Regions from separate parts of the Drosophila melanogaster genome. Here region 2 is linked to region 1. The links are chromatin contacts, called in public HiChIP or PLAC-seq maps. All regions are on one chromosome and are shown on one strand. Each heading gives the region's core, a stretch centred on a gene start, on an enhancer-like site or on the middle of the called end of the contact. The rest is flanking DNA. Distances are from core to core; before and after follow the strand shown. Region 1 holds the start of mRpL14 (mitochondrial ribosomal protein L14). Region 2 holds the start of z (zeste).

Region 1 (5,503 bases), core at 877-3,376:
TTATTGTGTCAAAGATGTCTCCGCCAGCTGTCAAGAAGGTCCCAGATCCATTCCCAAAAGTTGAAGCAGTCAAGGAGGAATCATCAGGCAATGAGAGCTCCCAATCCACGATAACTCCTCCAAATACCCCAGCCACTCCAGTCAGTCCGGTTAATTTACGAAACCCCAATAACACAATGGCGGAAATTGAACAAAGCCAGCGGGATGAACCAGCTCCGAGCTCCAAGCCTCTGCCAACCACATATCGGTATTCCGGACCACCGAGCATTAATTTCGCCACCTGGAGCGAGCGACCCAAATCCACTGTGGCCATTAAGAACGAAGGCGACTATATCTTTGGCGGGGCAGGGAAGTCGCAACAGTTGACTTCACCGCCTTCCAAGCTCACCATCGGAGTGGCTTCACCCATTTTGAGGATGGGTATTCCGCAGGGAAAGGAGTATCATGTTCCCATTACGGTTAAGCCACTAAAGGATGAGATTTTGGAAAATCAACAGCAGGAAAAGAAGGAGAAGCCGGAGGTCCAGGAGCTAAAGGATCAAGAAATCGAAAAGGAAAGTGTTTCAGTTAAAGTAAAGCCTAAAACGCCGGTGAAGCCGGTACAAAAACGTATAGAAAAACCACTGGATCAGGACCAAAACTCCCTTCAAAACCATTCCTCTACATTGCCGCGTCCAGCCAAAAGCAATCGATTCACTCTACCCGCTGCCCAAAACAACCAAATGGTCTCCCACTTGACCATGAACTCCCTTCCACGCCCTGTTTCCAGTTTGGAGAGGAACAGACCAGTGGAAGCCAATCCTGCACCAGCGCCCTTTGGCCAGAGTACTCTACGCCGCACAGGCTTCAAGGAACGTATGTTGGCCAAGGAGCAGCAGGAACAGGAGCAGGCCTTGAGAATAAGGGTGTCCGTGAACGAAAGCATTCCTTCTTCAGCTACCGCGCCCAAGTCCCCGCCAGAAAGCAAACCAGCACCGCCGTCAATAAGTGGCTACGTCGCTCTGAAGTCCACCAAAGTGGAGGTAAAGCTCCAGGAGCCAGAAACTAAGCCGGTGAGCCTGCAGGTCAAACTCAAGCCCACTGTCCAGCCAGCGACCACACCCTCCCCTCCGCCGCCGCCTCCGGCACTGCAGCCCGTGAAAACCAACGGCGGACGCAGTGGTCCCACCGCGCCTGATCCGCGCTCCCAACTGTTGGACGCGATACGGAACTTCAAACGCGAGGACCTCAACCGATCCTAAGTTTTTGAAAGTGAACTGAGGAGAGTCGGGCAAAAATTATTGAAGCAGCGCACAAGTTATATATTTTTTAAACCGTTAACAATACATTTTGTGTTGAGTTTGTATATAATTTCGATAAAGCCAAGATTTAGTAAAACTTATTTTCACCTCATCCCCGTGCTTTTAAAGTGCCCCCCCCCCCCACATTTTTTTAACTAATCTTAGTTTTTGTTATGAACTATGTAGTTTTTTAAAAGTTTGTTTTAGTCATTAGGTCACAAGAGAACCCAAAAAATTAACAAGAAAACGAAAAGCGCAAAATTTATCTATATAAATATATATCTATATATATATATGTATGTTATTATGCCGATATAATATTTCTTACGTCATAGTGAAATATAGTAACCAATTTTCTAACCAATGGGACTGGTCTACTTAGTCGTGTCAAATAAATAAAAGCAAACGGTAGCGAAACAAACTAGCCCAATACCGAGAGTTACTAATGCTAATAAATTATTTTTAAACAACTGCAGTTAATGCGCTGATGTGTATATATATATATGGCATTGTATTAAACTGAATAAAATAAAAAAATAAAAACAGAAGTTAAATGTGTGTTTCTTTGTACCTCGCACTTGGATGTTTAAAAAGTGAGGGTGACGAGAATAACGGTTGGTTTTGCTAATGACTGTGATCGTTGTTGAAAGACGATCGACTGACCTGAATTATTCTCAACAAGCCAATTTTCAATTAAAAAACGAAACGAGGAATAATTTGAATTAAAATAAAACTTGCCTTTTAACAGTACTGTTCAAATAGTCCGCTCTTAACAGCTGCTTGCTCTGTTAGGTCGTAACATCGATAACTGCGCTGTAGCTAAATCATATGGTATTTTCGCCGCGATGTGGCAACGCTGTCGTACGATTAAAAGGAATTGTATAATTTATTTTTGTTGTGCGTTTCCCTTGAGTTTAATGAATTAAATAAAATAGGAACTACAATAATACCTGCGAATAATGGCGCTGCGCATCCTGAAAACAGTTAGACAAGTGGCCCAACCACTGGCGGTAACCCTGGGCGGCCAGCAAACACAGCAATTGATTCACACAACGCCGGCGTGCTGCGAAATCCGGAAATTGGCCCGGTTACGGGTGGTGGACAACAGCGATTTGGGAAAGAAAGCGATGGCCGAGGGGCGACCACCGAGGTGCATCCATGTCTACAACAAACGCGGAGTCGGCTTCATTGGCGATAAGGTGCTGGTGGCCATCAAGGGACAGATGAAGAAGGGCATTCTCGTGGGACTCAAGCAGAACCAGAAGCCCAAACAGCCGAAATTCGATAGCAACAACCTGGTGCTCATCGACGACAATGGCAGTCCGCTGGGCACTCGCATCCATGTGCCCATTCCCACGATCCTGCGAACCATCCTCAAGGAGAAGACGCTGGCCAAAGGAGCCGATTACACCAAGGTTCTGGCCATCGCCAGCAGATATGTTTAGGATCCTCCGGATCACGCCTTTCTGTTGCTAAATGAATAAAGTTTATCCAACTGAATGAGTGGTGTTTCTAATTGAATATACGGCTGGGTGGTTCCATACTTAAAAATTCCTAGAACCTTGTGTGTAAACATAAACCAAGAAGTAGTTAATGACAATGAATAACAAATAATACCTGAATTAAATGTTCTTCATCGTGCTCGACTCCAGAAACAACACCATCTCTTGTAGTATAAGTATAATGTGTATAATGTAATTGCGATCAGCTAGTTTAGTTTAGTTTAGTTTAGTTTCAGTAGTCTTGCCTAACGTATATAAGTTATGATGCAGTTATGTACACATGGGCGTTGCAGTTTAGTTTACAGTTTGTAGTCGTTTTGTGTGTGGTAACAGAAATGCACTTTGTCAGTTCCAAGGAAAGAAGCAAGTTTCGCTCCCGGGTCGGCAGGCAACCCATCTCTCTCTCTTTCTCTCTCTCTCTCTCTCTTTCACTTTGGTGGACAACCAAAGCCGTCCCCTTCGCGAATCGCTTATGTACAGAGGGACAAGAACAAAAAGTATATAGATGTAGGATCACGTTGATCACGCAGGATATATGTAAGTACAGGTACAGGTCGCTGTCTAGATATTCCCAGCGCTGCCGAAGAACTGAAAGTTGTTGAAGTTCACCGGCGTTTTCGGGCTGGGCAGATACAGAAACTCATCGTTCTGCAGCTGCGATTGCGTCAAGTTTGGTTCACTGGCACTGCGATGAATTTTGGGCAAAGTGCGCAGCATGTTCTCCAGCATATTGAGCAGCGGCCTAAAGAGCGGTCGATCCTTGGGGGTATACTTAATGCAATCCTCGGCCAAGCGCTTCAATGCCTGCGGCGCATCCGAGCGCACTTGACTCATGTCCGGACGCAGAAGTCCTCGCCCCACCATAAACAGGATCTGATCCTTGTTGCTAATATGACCGTAGGGCAAGCACTCCGCCAACAGTTCGTACATCACGATACCAAAGGCATAAACGTCCGACTGGAAGGAGTAGGGGTTTAGCTCCTGCATGCGAATCACCTCTGGAGCCATCCATAAAATACTGCCCGTGGGTTGATTGGCTTGCTTTTCACCCGACCATCGAGTTTTCGCAGTGGCCAATCCGAAGTCGCCTATCTTCACGGAAAGATCCTCGTGCAAAAAGATGTTGTTTGACTTGAGGTCTCTAAAAGAGAGAAATGAAAATATAATTATTAACCGATTACAACTGATGACCATACGGAAACCCACCTATGAATGATATTCTTGGCATGCAGGTAATCCATGCCCTGGGCCACCTGACGTCCGATATCGATGAGCGTGTTCAATTTAAACTTGGTTTCGCTGACATGGACGTGCTTGTAGAGACTGCTGCCCTCGCACCACTGGGTCACAATCGCTAGAGATGGTTTGGATACACAGCCCATGAAGAGGAGGATATTGCAGTGGCGCGTCTTTTTCAGCATGGCCACCTCGTTCTTAAACGCCTGCAACTGGGCGGGACTCGGTGTCTTCACGTTGAGTGTCTTTACGGCCACGGGACCGTGCCAATGGGCGCGATAAACGGTTCCAAAGGAACCCGATCCGATGCGCGGCCCAATTAAAATCTCCTCCGCCAGAATATTCTGCAGGAATATAACATTTTTTGATTATTTTAAATACGTGAGTGACCGCACAAGTAATCTTAGCTTACCCAGTTTTCCTCGGAACTTTTGGCGTCTCTTAAAAGCAGATTTTTATTGCTCTCATCGGCGGACCTGGCCCTGGGACGATTGTGTTTCAAGGTGCTCGTGGGCGACGCTTGCGTGGAGTTGGAGTGATCTGTGCACGGATGCTGTAAGAAATCCATACATATGTTAAGCCACAAAATTATATGAACAGCAAATATTTAGACTCACCGGCAAAGGAGGTCTGGCCTGCATTATCAAACTGCGCTGCACTTCGCTTGTGACCGATCGAATGTTGTTGATGCACACATTTGGCGCGGAATTGGATCGATCGTCTTGGCTGATCCTCGGCGGACGACCCTGTCGATGATTGCCGGAGGATGAAGATGGTGGCTTCGAGCTGCTGCTGCTGCCACTGCTGCTGCAACGACGACTGCGACTCCGGCTGCTCATATTGAAGCGGACAGCAGTGCCTCTGCCGGGGAAACCAACGCCATTATCCGGATTCTCGGCCAGCAGTAGCTGATAGTAGCTATCCATGGGAAAGGGCTGGCACAGCATCGGCACTCTATTGGCACACCTCTGATGGAATCGAAAATTACACTGGCTACAGTAGAACCCGGTGAACAGAAGCCTTCGACAGCCCTCGCAGAATACCAACGAGAAGAAGGTCTTCCGTATGATCTGGTGCTTGATGTGTGTCCTAATGGGAAACTTATCCAGCAGCCTGACAAAGATCTCCTCCACATGCAGAGTGCCGATATCCGTGTGCCAGGGTATGATATGTCTTCCGGAATGAGTTGTGCTTACTTCGCACATATCCGGCGTTAGTTGCCGGAGTTTCAGGGCCTTCATGAGGGCATCACATAGTCGTACTCCCGAAATTACCTCCACTGAAGTGCGCTGTTGATTGGGCAGGTGGGCTCGCAAAAGGATCTTGGGCTGACGGGTCAAAGTTCCACATTGGCTGCCCGGCTGAGAGCCCAAGCTATCGGTTAGATCGTTGCCGTGGTGCACTCGCGCCAATTGCCGTTGTTGCTGCAGGATTTGAGTTTGATTTTGATAGTGGGGCTGCTCCTTGAACCGCTCGACCAAGGAG
Region 2 (5,503 bases), core at 1,178-3,677, 100 kb before region 1:
GCACTTCCGCAGTTGTTCCTCCTCTTTTTGCAGGATGCGTATCTTCATTGTCAGCTCCTCGACTCGAAGTCGATGCACCTCCTTCATGTACTTGAGTTCATCCTGCGCCTTGTTGAGTTCAATGCGCTTGGCTTCTGTGGCCAGCTGCTGCTCCTTGCAGCGCAGTTCAGCCTCGCGGATTTTGAAGTAGTTCATTCGCTCTTCGAAGCTGTCCGCAGCGGTAGCAGACGCATTAGTGGCTCCATTACCCCCTCCTCCGCCCAGGCTGGTGTTGTTGATACTCACGGAGGAGGCTGTTGATGTGTTGACCGCCACTGAGTTCGCAGATCCCGATGATGCAGTGGCCACAGGCACTGGAACCGCCGCGGGCACTGTCGTTGCAGCCGTAACTGTGGGCAGGGCGCTGAAGGTAAACGTGGGCGTGGCGGCGGTTAGTTGCATCTTAACCGCCGCCGCCGCTGCTGCCTGTTGCTGTTGGACGGCAACGGCCGCCTGTTGTTGCTGCTGCTGCTGGTGATGCACTTGGACGGCGGCGGCTAGTTGCTGATGTTGAGCGGCAGCAAGTTGCTGCTGGGCAAGCTGTTGCGCCTGTGCTTGGGCCTGGGCTTGTGCCTGAGCTTGCGCTTGAGCCTGCGCTTGGGCCTGGGCCTGCGCTTGAGCCTGCTGTTGCTGCTGAGCCTGGTACTGGGCCAAAGTGATTTGCTGCGGCTTGATCTCACTAATGATCTGCTGATTGTAGCCGCCGGCGGTAATTGTGGCCATTGGATGCTGCTGCGCCTGGGTGGGTATGGTGTGGATCTGGGTGGCTAAACGAAAAGGAAGAATTTAGACTTTGAAGGGGATCTTTAAGAAGGGTGTACAATCTCACCGGTAGCCTCTGGGTGCTTAATCAATATGATCTCCTCGCGGGGGCGAGCTGTCTTGAAGTGCAGCAGATCATTCAGAGTCAGCTTCTCAGCACTGATCTGGTCCACGTTTATCTGGTGGGTGTTGATCATGGTGGCATTGGCCGCCGCCGCCGCAGCCACCGCGTTCACCTGTTGCATCTTCTGCATCTCGGCGGCGGCGGATTGCACTTGGGCCTGAGCTTGGGCTTGGGCTTGGGCTTGGGCCTGAGCCTCCTGCTGCTGTTGCTGCTGCTGCTCCATTGGGTCCTCGTCAATCTCGCTCACATCGTTGGCATCCATCTCGATCTCGTCGAATGTGTCCGCCTGTGGATTGTGCTCGGAGGCATCGGGACTAATCTGGTACTCGGGTTCCACCTTAACGCTGTCATGCTGCTGGTGATGCTGTTGCTGCTGCTGTTGTGGCACCGCCGACGCAACGGACACGGATACGGAGCTGATTTTGGCGCTACCAGAGCTGAGATTTGAGGAGCTGCCATCCCTGTACGGATACTGTTTGCGGAGTCTAAACAGAAAATCACAAATAACAAGATAGGGAGTTAAAAGCTAGATTTTGCTGAGGTGGGAATTGTGGAACCTGGACCACTCTAGCAACATTTTCCAACCACATAAACACTATTTCGCACCTGGAGTTTAGCCAGAATTTCTGGATCTGCTTGATATTCCGCATGGCGCTCACATGCGGGTGCGAGTTGAAGTCCTTGACGATCTTGTCCCATGTTTCTCGGACGGAGTACTTGTTGCGCTGCTTCTTGCGATGCTTGATATCGATGACCTCCTCGTGCAAATGGAACAGGGTGTACAGGACCTCCTTTTCCTCGGCGGTGAAGCGCGGGGTGAGCGGCAGCTGGTTTTTGGCGGACGAGTTGCCTCCGTTGGTGACCGCCACTGTGCCACTCCCCGTGGAGCTTTGGCCAGCATTGCCGCCTCCATCCGAACCAGCACCACCGCCGCCGCTTCCGCCAGCACCGCCCCCTTCACCCTGCGCCGACATTTGAGTTTGTTTTGAGTTTTTCACTTGAGTTTGAGTCCTTGCTTCTTCTTCGCTGTATACACTTATACACACACAGTAGTGGCTGGCACACACACACGCACACACAGACGCAGCAGCGCGCGCGCCCGTGTGTTAGTGTGCGTCAGTCACCGTCTTGGTACCCCTTGCACCCGACATGCAGCCACCAATTCTATATTGCACTTGACTTGGCTCGCGTTGGTTTACATAAAGAAATAAAAAAGTTTTTGGACGCCCGAGAGTCGCCGCTCAATAAATAAATCGCTTACACGCACACATTTTCACTCGAATATCAGAGCTGGTAAACACTTACGATATGCGAGAGTTGGTATCGATGCCGTAGTGTCGATACCAATCGATATCATGTGTACTCTAAATTCTGCATCACTAATCTATCGATAATGTTGGTCTTTTACACGTTTAATTTTAACAAGTTAACTTCTGCAGCATTTTTAACAATTTACATTTTTGTATCTATAAATTTATTGTTCCGTCAGTTGCTTAGTGTTCATGAGCTTTCTGAATAGCAATTATCCGATCTTATTCCTTATCATCGATTTTATATGAAAATGTACATCGATGATCTGGTCTGGCAACGCCAGATATTCAAATGTTCAGAATTGTAAATAATAACATCAAGACAATTAATTAAAATAAACCTAATAAAAACGCTTGTTACAGCGAGCATGGTGCCTCCGTCACGACCCAATGTCACCCGTCTGTCGGACGAGTCCGTGATGCTGCGCTGGAGTGTGCCACAAAACTCTGGACTCCAGATCACCTTTTTCAAGGTGCAGTATCGCATGTTGGGCGACGGAAAAAATCGGAGGAAGAACTGGCAGACGACCAGCGACAATATCCCGTACGGAAACGCGCACGGATCCGGGCCTGGCCAGGGGAACAGTCACTGGCGGGCGCGGAACCGGGACAGGGAGTATGAAATGGGCAATCCGCCCAAGAACTTCACCTCCTCCGTTACGGGACTGACCGCCGGCAAGTACTACCGCTTCCGGATCGTGGCGGTGTACTCCAATAACGACAACAAGGAGGGCAACACCTCCCTCAAGTTCTTCCTGCAGAATGGAACGTCCAAGTCGAATCTGCCAGTGCCGGAACTACGCGAGGTGGAGACGCTTTCCGAGTCGGCCGTGGTGCTCCATTGGTCCCTGGTATCCTCGACTCAAAATGAGGATATAGACGGGTACTATGCCTACTATAGGCCAGCGGACTCAGCAGCGGAGTATTTGAAGGCCACGGTGGATGGCGGAATGAGCAGGAGCTTCAAGATAGACCTCCTTCGTCCAGGAACCCCTTATGAGTTCAAATTGCAATCGTTCAACTCCGACGCAGCCTCTGAATTCAGTGCTATTCGGCAAGCGAGGACCAGAAGTGAGTGCAGCTCAGGTTGGGCTATGATGGCCTTAAAATATGTTTTAACTTGTGTTCCTTCTTAGAAACGCACGAGCAACCGGCTTCATCTTCGGCCACGCCAGTGCCAGCCAATAAGGCAGTGGAACAGCACCAGAACTCCTTATATCCACTGATCGCAGGTGCCGCTGGCGGAGGCATACTACTCCTCATCGCCTCATTGGTGGTCTGCCTTTGCCTAAAGAGACGGGAAAACTCTCAGCCGGAGGGTAAGTCCAGCTTAATGGAGTGGAATATTCTCATGCTTATCAAATTAAATCTCTGCATACACAGATGAGAACAAACCGCAATTGGAACACATTCAAGCGGACTTTGTTACCTCCGCCGTCCTGGGAGTTGGTGGCCACCACAAAAGTGGCGATGTAAGGCGCCTCAACGGAGTGATTCCGAGGATGAATATTACGCCCAATCCGCTGGCCCAGGAAACGGCATCCGATAAGGTAAACCATGAACTTCCGGGTCTAAACTCGAGCTCAATTTTCACACAGCTTCATCCAAAACTTTTCGCTGGTTGGTTGGTCAAAATTCAAATTCAAATTGTAAACACCCCTTCGAACGTGGTATCTCTGTCTCGCTTGCCCTCTCTCTTGCTGTCTCTGTCACTTTCGCTTGGTAACTCTGCCAAATCTCGTCGAGATTCGCCCGCAAATTGAGAGTCCAATGTTCCAGAACCGCAACGTGATGGAGCTGCGTTTCCTGCCGCCGCTGGCGAATGGAAATGGAAATGGCAACTGCATGGCCAGAGATCTAGCCCTGGAGCGGTCGAACGCGGAAGAGCAGCAGGATGAGGACGGACACGAAGATGAAAAGGGGCTACCGGCGGTTGCCTCGTCCTCCTGCGAAACGCTGGAGGCCTGCGACGCTGCAATTAAACTGAATCTCCCTCAGAAACACGACCAGGAGCAGCTGGATGCTCCGAACGCGGTGCTGGAGGCGCCCAGCAAGCCGCTACCTCCGCTGCCCAAGAAACCAGCAAACGGCGCTGGCCAAGTAAGCCTGCAATTGAGATCGAAAACAATAGCACACGGGCGCATACCAACCGATACAAACAAACACTGTATACCAATTTTGACAACATCATCTTGCTGACAGTCTGTGCATACAACTCCCATGTGCTATTGCTTTTCCGCCTCCGCAATCAGGATAAGCCAACCCCCAGCCGATATTGTTTTGTCAACATTGTCATTCATTCACTCATGAAATAACGATTCGCCTAGTGCCCTATCCTGCTAATTTATGTCTCCTAATGTTCCACAGAACAACTCTGGACTGCATCAGAATGGCCTTCACCACGCACAGCCGTACCATCCGCCTGGCACGCCCACTCTGATGCACAAGCGACTGGACTACCACCAGCAGCCGCCGCCGGTGCCTCCGCACTCGGCCTATTACCAACAGGCACCCACGCACCAGCCGTCGCCGATGATGGAGCGCAGTGTCAGGGGTCACCAGCAGCCCGGGGGCTTTCATATGGAGGAGGGCACACCCACGCCGACCAGGATACCATCCCTGCGGCGACAGCGACGCACCTCGGGCAACCAGCAGGTGCACAACAGCCACAGCAATCTCAATATTGGCCTGAGCCACCACAACAACAACAACAACAACCTGCCGCCGCACCACCAGCATCTGCACCACCACCCCGGCCATCCGGGTGGCCTGGTGGGCATACCCATCGTGCCAGGGAGCCCTAGGGTCCAGAGATCGCCGATGCCGAGCAGGGCGATGATCAAGAGGACGCGCCTGGGCAGCCACACGGACAACATATCGTCGGGCAGTCTGAACAGTATTGAGGTGTGATGGCTCGCAGAGGAGGCAACTAACTAGTGGACTAGTGGGCGGAGCAGCACAACGAGGAGAAATATACCTAAGCGGCAAGCGAAAGTGGTTCCCCAAAAACAGACAGTTTCAAGTAGACTTAAGGATCCGAAACTAGATGTGTATTATTGAGATAATCGTAGGACAGGTCGGCAGAGCAGCTCGAAACCCTCGAATATTAGCTTTAAGGCACCCGGTACTGTTTAGTTTTCCAAAAAACCAATTAATTTGGCCAATCATTAAGCTTAGAACTAGGGAATTTGCCATTAACAGAAGTTTCTGTCGTTTCAAATGCTCGAGTAACTTTGTGCTAAAACACTAGTAATCAAGTTTTGTTTTC

The links. HiChIP or PLAC-seq counts read pairs in DNA pulled down with a chosen protein or histone mark.
Region 2: an H3K27ac HiChIP or PLAC-seq map of the Kc167 cell line shows a contact between it and region 1, with 5 times the contacts expected there. The contact joins the promoter of z here to the promoter of mRpL14 in region 1. A contact is called at or near these places in 31 of 107 Hi-C or Micro-C datasets (the D17-c3 cell line, the Kc167 cell line, the ML-DmBG3-c2 cell line and 10 more) and 2 of 6 datasets of contacts at active chromatin or transcription factors (both in the Kc167 cell line).

The regions. Positions count from the first base shown.
Region 1 is chrX:2,341,272-2,346,774 of dm6, reverse strand. It overlaps mRpL14 (mitochondrial ribosomal protein L14), which reads left to right and starts at 2,126. Exons shown (of 1, transcript NM_080309.4): 1 at 2,126-2,778. The coding sequence starts at 2,240. The coding sequence ends at 2,725. Raf (Raf oncogene) reads right to left here. Exons shown (of 7, transcript NM_001103397.3): 4 at 4,636-5,503; 5 at 4,431-4,571; 6 at 3,989-4,362; 7 at 2,905-3,923. The coding sequence ends at 3,344. CG2841 reads left to right here. Exons shown (of 4, transcript NM_001258559.2): 4 at 1-1,826. The coding sequence ends at 1,241.
Region 2 is chrX:2,444,693-2,450,195 of dm6, reverse strand. z (zeste) reads right to left here and starts at 2,427. Exons shown (of 3, transcript NM_080312.2): 1 at 1,532-2,427; 2 at 869-1,410; 3 at 1-806. The coding sequence starts at 1,899. boi (brother of ihog) reads left to right here. Exons shown (of 9, transcript NM_166940.3): 6 at 2,599-3,306; 7 at 3,372-3,554; 8 at 3,619-3,785; 9 at 4,603-5,503. The coding sequence ends at 5,145.